Regions from separate parts of the Mus musculus genome. Here region 2 is linked to region 1. A link is a contact called in public Hi-C data. All regions are on one chromosome and are shown on one strand. The core of a region is the stretch at or near the end of the contact, and the rest is flanking DNA. Distances in the headings are between cores, read along the strand shown.

Region 1 (4,542 bases), core at 1,121-3,620:
CTTCCTCCCAAGCAATGGGATCACAGGCATGGATAGCATGCTCAGCCAAATTAAAAAAAAAAAAGTTTCTGAATATGTATGTCTATATGTTGTATGTGTGTGTGTATGCATGCTCTCATGTATACATGTGTGCATATGGATGTGGAGGCTAGAAGTTGGTGTTGAGTACCTTTCTTCGTCAGTCCTCGTCTTATATATTGAGGCTGGGCCTATCATTTGATTAGAGATTAACTAGCCAGAGAGCACAGACCCAGCTATTCTTGCTACCAGCTTGCCCTGGGAATCTCCTGTCTCTGCCTTTGGTTAGCTGGGATTCCAGTGGGCCACGGTGAGTACTGGGGTATCTGAACTCTGGTTCTCACTTTGGTATGCCAAGGGCCTTACCTACTGAACCATCTCCCCAGCCCTCCAGATTTTAAAGTTACTTTTGAGACTGGGTGATATATAGCCCAGGCTGGCTGAGGATGCCTCCCTCTTCTGAGTGATCTTCTAGGAGTGTGTACACACTACAACAGCCGGTTTTATTACGTGATAGGGACAGAGCCCAGGGCTTCGGGATTTCAATATGAGCATTTTACATCTTCAGGTCCTTTAAAATAATAATAATAAGAAGAAGATGGATGTAGACAATCATAGGCCAGGTGCTAGAACTGCCCAGAACCAGCTCCTTCCTTCTGCCCCTCCCTGAGTTGGAGTTAGTGTCAGCTGTGAGAGACAATTATGTTTTCTCCATAAGCCCGATGTCCCTGTTCCCAGCAGCTGCAAGGGTCACATATTCTAGTTTTACATAGACAAAGGAGGAATTGGATTGCAGCTGTAGAGGTGGTAGAATACTTGTGTATAGGAAGCCTTAAACTGAATAATCAAAAGTAACACATTACCCAATGAAAGAAAAGAAAGAGAAGTTTCCCCATTGTCTAAACAGGCTGGGAGTGTTCACTGTAACAACCTCAGAGAAATGTTTTCATTGGCCCATTTTACCTGTGCATTCATTCGTTCATTCATTTCCTGTGGTGCTGGGCACATCACTCGGGTCCTTTCTAAGTTTTATGCATTCTCATAGGTCCATTTGAGATCACACTCCAGTCAAGACCCAGTCATGGTGCACAAGTTAGGGATAATGTGATTGGCCAAGTTGGACAAAGTCATGGAACAGGATGCAGCTTTTTAAGAGAAGATGGCAGCACCCAGTGGACAGGTTGGGCAGAGGCATGAGAGTGGAAGGTACCTAGGAGATGGCTGCTTACCCATCAAATAGTAAATGCTAGGCTAGCAAGTAGCTCGACGGGTAAGAGTACTTGCTGACCAAGCATGAGAGCCCATCTACTGAGTTGCATGTGGAGAGATGGCTCAGTAGTTAAGAGTTTAAATTGTTCTTAGAGACAGAACCTGAATTTAAGTCCTAGCGTCCACATCAGACAGGCCACAGCTACCTGTATCTCCAACTCCAGAACATCTGATACCTATTTGAGCTTCTTAGGTACAAACACATAAATAGATAAATTACAAAAACACATAAAATTTGTTTTTTTTTTTTCGAGACAGGGTTTCTCTGTGTAGCCCTGGCTGTCCTGGAACTCTCTCTGTAGACCAGGCTGGCTTTAAACTCACAGAGATCTGCCTGCCTCTGCCTCCTGAGTGCTAGGACTAAAGGTATGTGCCACTTCGACCAGTTTATAATAAGAATTAAAAAAAAAAAAGTCAAGTGTGGTCACACCCTGAGTGCCTGTAAGTCTAGTGCTGGGAAGGGGGATGACTTATGCCAACAAGCTCCGGGTTCAGTGAGACCCTGTCTCAAGGAAGTAAGGAGGAGAGTGACAACCAAAGTGACAACCAAAGTTCTTCTCTGGCAAATGCCTGTGCACACAGGTGTACATACAGTATACAGAACAGCAACACACACACACACACACACACACACACACACACACACACACACACAGAGAACCAGAGTTTCCAGTGAAAGCATTTTAATTTTAACTGTGATGATGGTGGAGGTATTATGAAGTGAAAAACCCAGCACCTTGTCTTTCCTTCTGTCCCCGAATGGTAGCCCAGATTACATCCCCACAGACCATCTAGTTACCCAGCAAAAACACTCATAGTTACCTGCTGATTAGATCCTGGAATCGAGCTTGTTTACCCCAAACTGACCTGATAATAAAATACTGTTTTCTAACACCCAGAGCCAGCTAGCTGGTTTTGTCCAGTCTCCTTGCAGGCATAGACTTACTGATCTTATCCGAGGCCTAGCTGGTGGCTTGACTTTGAGATGGATTGTTTCCACGTTTCTCTGCCACTCTTGAGCTGGCAAAGTCTGCTTATTAACCTTTAACTCACAGTGCAAAATACCTCTGTTTGCTTTGGCCTAGCCTGATGGGTGACGAGTGCTGCCTGGGTTTGCCTTTTGTTGTTTGGTTAGCTAATTCCACTGTGTACCTTAGTCACATTTTGTATATACCACTAGACACCTTGATAATCACAATTCAAGCTTTGAAGAAAAGGAAGATTAGATAATGTGCCCTCCTTTCTTACGATTTAATTCATTACTTTCTGAGAAGGCGTGAGACTAGGCCCCAAGCCACAGTGGAGTAGACTTGTTACACGTTCCTAAGTGCAACAAGCCAGCTACTGTCACAGTATAAAAGTTAGGTTGTGCAATTATAGAAAGCTGGGGCTGGAAAAATGGCTCAGCAGATTAAAGCACTTGCCACCAAGCTTGGCGATTTGAGTTCAATCCTCAGAGCCCACAGGGTGGAGAGATGCTCCACTTTCATACTGTGGCACCCCCCCCCCCCACACACACACCCACACACATACAGACATAAAAGAAGTAAAGAGATTATTTTATGTGTATATATGTAATTACATATATGTGAGGAGGAAGGCCATCCGGTCTTCTTTGTTTTCAATTGTGGTAAAATAAATACAACATAAAATGTACTATTGTAACCTTTTTAGAAAATACAACTCACAGCTGGAGAGATAGTGTGACAGTTAAAAGACATTTGCTGTCCTTGCAGAGGACCTGGGTTCAATTCCCAGCATCCACATGATGACACACCACTATCCATAACTGCAGTTACAGAGAATCTGATGCCTTCATCTGACCTCAGTTGGCACCAGGCTTGTATATGACACACATACATAAATGCAAATGATACATTCATATACATAAAATAAATAAATCTAAACAAATGTGATGTTTAATCAGGCATGGTTCATACCTGTAGCCTAGGCATTCAGGAACCAGAGGCAAGAGGATTGCCACAAGTTTGAGACTAATCTAGACGCCATACTGAGTCCCAGGCCAATGTAGGCTGCAGTGTTAAGACCCTGGGTCTGGTCTGGAGAGATGGCTCAGAGATTAAAGCAGTTGTTGATCTTGCAAAGGACCCAGGTTCAATTTCCAGCACCACGTGGTGATTCATAACAATCTGTGATTCTTAGTTTCAGAGTACCCACTGCTCTTTTCTGACCTCCATTGGAATCAGGCTCACACATGGCACACACATGCACACACACACACACACACACACACACACACTCACTCAGGCAAAAGACAACACATTAATAAAAAAAAAAATCAATCTGGGTCTGGAGAGATGGCTTAAGAGCACTAGCTGCTCTTCCAGAGGACCCAGGTTTAATTCCCAGCACCCAGGTTCAATTCTTTGGCAGCTCACAACTGTCTGTAATGCTGGTTCCAGGAATTTAGCACTCTCAGACAGATAAACATACAGGCAAAACACCAATGCACAAAATAATAAATAAACCATTTTAAAACAAACAAACAGACAGACAAACCCCCTGTCTCAAAGAACAAACCAAACCAATGCACAGTTTTGGGGCTGGAAATATGTGGGAATATAGCTCAGAGCCAGAGCACATATTTGGTGTTTAGTATATATGTTTGTATGTGTATAAATAACATATATATGGTCTGTAGTATATATGTTTGTCTGTGGATATATAACATATATATGGTGTTTAGTAGTATTGCGTGCATTCACAGTGTCCTGTAAGCACTCTCCAGAACTATAACAATCTTGATATCCTTTGCATATATATATATATGTATATATATATGTATGTGGATATATATATACACACTTACATATACATATATATGTATATATATATTTTTTTCTGATTATGTCATATGATACAGACTCGTGATGTTTTGCTGAGGCAAGACCCACGGAAAAACAAGTGACATTTGGAGAGAGTATAAGTAGGGCCCTACAGACAGTGACGGGGGGGGGGGGGGGGGGAGCGTGCATAGTGATCTATGCAGCTCTTCCTTGGTTTCTCCTCTTTGCTGATCTTCACTTCGTTGAGAAAGGTCTGGCAGAGAACTAGCACTGCAGCTGGAGGCCAGGTGGTTTCTGCTGAATCATGCTGAATCATGCTGCCATTGCTGATTTGGGTTTGGTGACTCTTGAACTGAACTGCCGGTATCCTGACAAAAGGAGATGACATTCACAAAGAACCACTTCTAAATAGCTCCACATCCCCTTGTCCTATTTACCATCTTTTCTC
Region 2 (4,542 bases), core at 1,059-3,558, 390 kb before region 1:
TCACATCCTCAGCTCCCAACAGGTGGATTTGGCTGAATTGTGTTTTGATGAGATGCTGCCACCACACAGTGAAGATTAGTGGTTTTAAAATGGTCGTGAAATTCCTGTTTGGTGGCAGAAATTATGATGGAGTTATTCACACAAAAAAACCCTCATACAGAAAGCAGTTAGTGACTGCTTTATAAAACCCTGGAGGAAATTCCTTCTATGCAGGTTGAACCTGTAAGAATATGGATGCCTGTGAGCCCTGGTTTTGGTCCCCCATTCCATCCTTCTTTTCTTCCCTCTCTCCCTCCCTTTCTTCCCTCCCCTTCCTTCATCTACTCTCTCACCTCCTCCTTTTGTTCTTTTTTCAAGATGGAGACTTGCTATGTTACCCAGGCTACCATCAAACGCCTGGGCCAAAACAGGCTTCCTGTCTCAGCCTTCCTCACTGAGACTGTAGGCATGCACCCATGCCCTTCTGGAATCTTGGCTTCTCTCTCATGTCTCTCCCTTGCAACCTTGTCCTTCATATATCCTGCTCTCGCTTCTTGCATCGAAAACTTGAACAAAAGAAAGCACACCAACTGTAACAGCTTGAGGTATGTCAGTGTTTTCTTGAGGGATCAGAACAAAACTGCTCTCTGTGCAGATGTGTTGTCACCTGAAAGTCACCTGCTTGCTTAGCTTCTTCTCCTTCCTACTCTGTTGTCCCCATGGACAAATACTTTCTTAATGAGTGACCCACACAAAAATCTGTGTATAGGGGGTGATGTTGCCTGGCAGTACCCTCCTTCCTTCTACCTTCATGTGACCGCTGAGTCTCCATGATTCTGCCTCTGATATACATTTAAGACCTGCCCAGCTCTCTCTTCCTTGCTGCCCCCATTGCACTTCCTTAGCAACAGCCCAGTTTCAGAGCTGTTCTGTGTGTGGTAACCAACAGTGCTTCCCCTAACAGAAGCTGCTGTACCATCTCTTCGCTTGTTGATCTTCAGGAATGTCACACTGACCTTAAAAGAAAGAGTAAGCTTTTAACTGGCCTTGCAAGACCCTTCCTCATCAGGACTGGGCTCTTTGGCAGACACCTCCTTCCTCCTTCCTCCTTCCTCCTTCCTGCTTCCTGTTTCTTGCTTCTTCTTTCCTCTTCCTCCTCCCTCCCCCTTCTTCCTCCTCCCTACCTTGTGTTCAACTCACAAAGCTTCTTTGTCAGCCAGACTTTGGGCAGGTAACAGTGACTCTTCCCAACGCTCTCCCTTTTTCTCTCTTTCTCGGCACTTTTTAAAAGAAACCATTTGCTTAACAAGTATTTCTTATGTCCCTGCCAGGTGCGAGGCCTTGCGAGTGGATCTGAGGTCTGTGGTTGCATGAATATTCTTGGGCTGTCAGCCTGAGGACACTTTCCTAGTGACACCCTCACAGTCCACCTACCCTGAGCCACGGAACATGTGGGCTGCTGTGAGCTCCCAAAACATCTGGACCAGCAACCAGACTTGGACTGTCGGCTGGTGTGAAACTCTTGATGGCCAGCTCTCAGAGAGCCAAGGGTGGGGCTATCTTCTATTCTGCAGAGGCAGATCCTGGGATGGACGCTGGCACGTACTAGGTGCTCAGTAAACAATCCTTCAATGAAAAATTCTCACTTTCACATTACATGTGGCTCACAGGGAAGTCCTTTTTGCTCTGGCCCCATTTGTCATGGCCTCAGGTGTGGAAGAGCCTTACCCAGGCCCTGCTTAAGTGTTCTTGGGCGATGGGCTCAGGAATAGCCCACACTGCCTTTGGTCAGGAGACACTTTTTGTCCACTAATTTTCATAACCTTGTCTGTTTGGGAGAAAATCTAATCCAGATGTTCCCAATTCATTAACATTAAACTCATCACCATGGGACACCCTAACAGATTTTGATGGCCATGAAGTCCTTCTTCACAAAACAGGCTTTGCCAGCTATTAAATAAGCATAAGACCTCAGTTTGCATTTGGGTCCAAATTTAGACTCAGCAAAAATGGGGGTGTGTGTGGGGGGGGTAAAGTTTGGCAATTCTGTCATCTCTCTCTCTCTCTGTGGAGGCACAGATGGGATTTCACAGACCTTGGAATGTAGATTTCCTAACGATGCGGTGAGTGTCATGGTGTGATGTTCCAGCCACCAGAAGGGCAAGGAAACCAGGCTTCTGTGCCTTTATGATCCCTTCAGTTCATCCTAGAGAGAACTAGGAGACAACCGAGAGAGCAAGAAAGGTGTCAGACAACAGTGGGTAGGCAAGCACACACATGTGCACAAAGATACACACCCCAAACTGAAACAGCCTAGCGATTCACTACCACACCCGGGCACTGAAGTGTGCTAAGCCTTCCAGGAGGCAAAGAGCTGAGGTCACCAGCCCCCTCCTCCCTCTCCCTCTCCCTCTGCTTTGCTCTGCCCACCCTTCTTTCTCTGACATAAGGGTATTTTTTGGCACACACAAAAAATGGCTTCTCGTTCCATCGAATTAACTCAACGCTACAAAACTAACTCGAAGTGATCTGTGAGAATATTTTATGGCTCAGAAAATGTGTGTACAAGGGTGGTTCTCTGGAACTGTTGGGAAATGCTGTCTTGGCACAGCGAGTTGCTCCCTCCACAAACTTTGGATGTTGCAATCTATTTGTTTCAAAGGCTATTACAATCAATGGACTAGGAAGATCCAAAGACAAGAGTCCAATGTCATTTATTCTTGAATATTCGGTTCTCATTGCTTGGCACATGGTTCCTGAAATAGCTGATGAATGAATGAATGATTCTATCAATCAATGCTTCTGTATTAAGCAGAGATTTCAGGTCTCACTGTCCAGGTTTAGATAGTTATAGAGACAGGCCAACGTAGGATGGAGAGAGGGAAGGAGAGAGGGGAAGAAAGGCAAGGCAAGACTCCCACTTCCTCACGATCCCATGAGCAGAACCTCAGAATTTTAAACAATTCGTTCAAGTAGCAGCAACATGCTTTGAGCAAAACCCTACATTAGTATTCGTTGACTGCATGTTTTGCCTCCATTTTATAGCCTGCTTTGGGTGGCAACACCCTGCAAGCTTGCCATTCCTCTGCCTTCCCAGGTTGCCACCATTCTAACACCAACAACACAAACATGCAAGTCTGAAGCACCCATGTACCGGTGGCTCCGTGATCTAGGATACCCAGTTTCTGCAGAGCTCCAAAGTCAATGGCGCCTGTGAGTAAGGAATAAAGCAGTCACATGATTTGGGTGTTTGGGGTTTTTTTGTTTTGTTTTTTGTGGTTTTTATTATTTTTTTTTTTTGAAAAAATTTTAATCGTGTTTTCTTCGTATGTGATTGGATTTCCTTAGTCATCCTGAAAGCCACAGGCTTGCTAGAAGACCACATCAGTGCTTGGATGCAGAGGCACGGCCTCTGTCTGAAAGGAAGGGAGAGATGATGTCATTGCTAGCCGTGAAGGACTGGAGGGATTACAAGATTTGAAGTGGGATTTGAGTAAACCTCTGGTGCTGCTGGCGGCCTGTTCACCTGTACAGAACTGCCTCCCGCCCGCCTCTGCAGCTATAATTACTGTCCTCTTGGCTGGGGATTCTGACAGCTTGCTTTGGGTCATTTTTTCCACTCTGAGTTTCAAGGGATTTTTACCACAGACTTGGTTCTCTCCATTCTACTCTTATTCAGATCTTTTGGACATGATTTCACATTGCGAGCACCCTGAAGTGTCAGAGGGGTATTAATGGAACGGTACCCTTGTCGGCTTAGGAGCTTCGATGGAGAAGCAATTACGGAGGCGAGGAGTGGACCACAGCCATTTAGGGATCACTTCAGCCCTCAGAGGGCTGCACAGCTGTGCTTGGCTTTCTTACTCTTGTGAGACTGCGTGACTGCTATTCAAGTTATTTTCATAGCAACGGGCCAGACTTTTGGTGTGTCCAACTCGTACAAAGATCCTACATGGTAGAGTGTAGATTTGGAAGAATTAGAGCTTTCTCGCCAGCAAGACACTTTCAGTCCAGTAAAAATCCATTCAAGAGCAAGTAGTGGCCTAGCCATGAGTGCGTCTGCTGAGCCAGGCTGGAGAGACCTTTTGAGAGTGTCCTTTTCTGGGACGGGGATGGTCACATGAGAGATTTGTAGGTGTGCTTGTCTCTGTGTTAGTGTTCTGAAGGTCGTTGCAGGTGCCAGGCACCCTGGCGCTGCTCACTCTGTCACTCCTTGGCTGATCCAGCAACCACAGTGGAGGGGCCACCTGAACCTGCAGCTCTCCGGCTCTGACTCCATCACCCACTGGCGAAAGGGCATTAGCTTTGCCTACAAAGCAACTCCAGTGTCAGTGCGAGAATCACCGAGAAACAAAGACACAGCTTTTCTTTCTCAGTTGTCGGACTCGGTCAGGTTTCTGTCCATGCACAGCACTTCTTCTCTGATGCATAGCAGGAAAAGGCACGGACTCTGCCGCCCATCTCCATGACAGCCTGTAGTCTAATCCCTAGAGAACACGTGTCCTTCCCCCTCCCAAACTCCCATTCTCCCCCCACCCTACAAATTGCTGTATTCTGTACCCC

The links. A called contact is a pair of places that touch in the nucleus more often than the background predicts.
Region 2: a Hi-C map of liver shows a contact between it and region 1, with 2.7 times the contacts expected there. The contact joins two enhancer-like sites. A contact is called at or near these places in 2 of 484 Hi-C or Micro-C datasets (both in liver) and 3 of 115 datasets of contacts at active chromatin or transcription factors (all in embryonic stem cells).

The regions. Positions count from the first base shown.
Region 1 is chr12:73,088,944-73,093,485 of GRCm38.p6, reverse strand. No RefSeq gene overlaps it. Among named protein-coding and RNA genes, the nearest start is that of Six4, 22 kb to the left of the region's middle. Within about 2 kb of position 2,370, at least 12 of the 459 cell types and tissues checked have an H3K27ac peak or open chromatin away from gene starts, as enhancers often do. A contact at or near this core is called in liver, where this site is marked.
Region 2 is chr12:73,479,422-73,483,963 of GRCm38.p6, reverse strand. The region is part of intron 2 of Gm34080 (a long non-coding RNA gene); the gene reads right to left. Among named protein-coding and RNA genes, the nearest start is that of Gm34016, 28 kb to the left of the region's middle. Within about 2 kb of position 2,308, at least 35 of the 459 cell types and tissues checked have an H3K27ac peak or open chromatin away from gene starts, as enhancers often do. A contact at or near this core is called in liver, where this site is marked.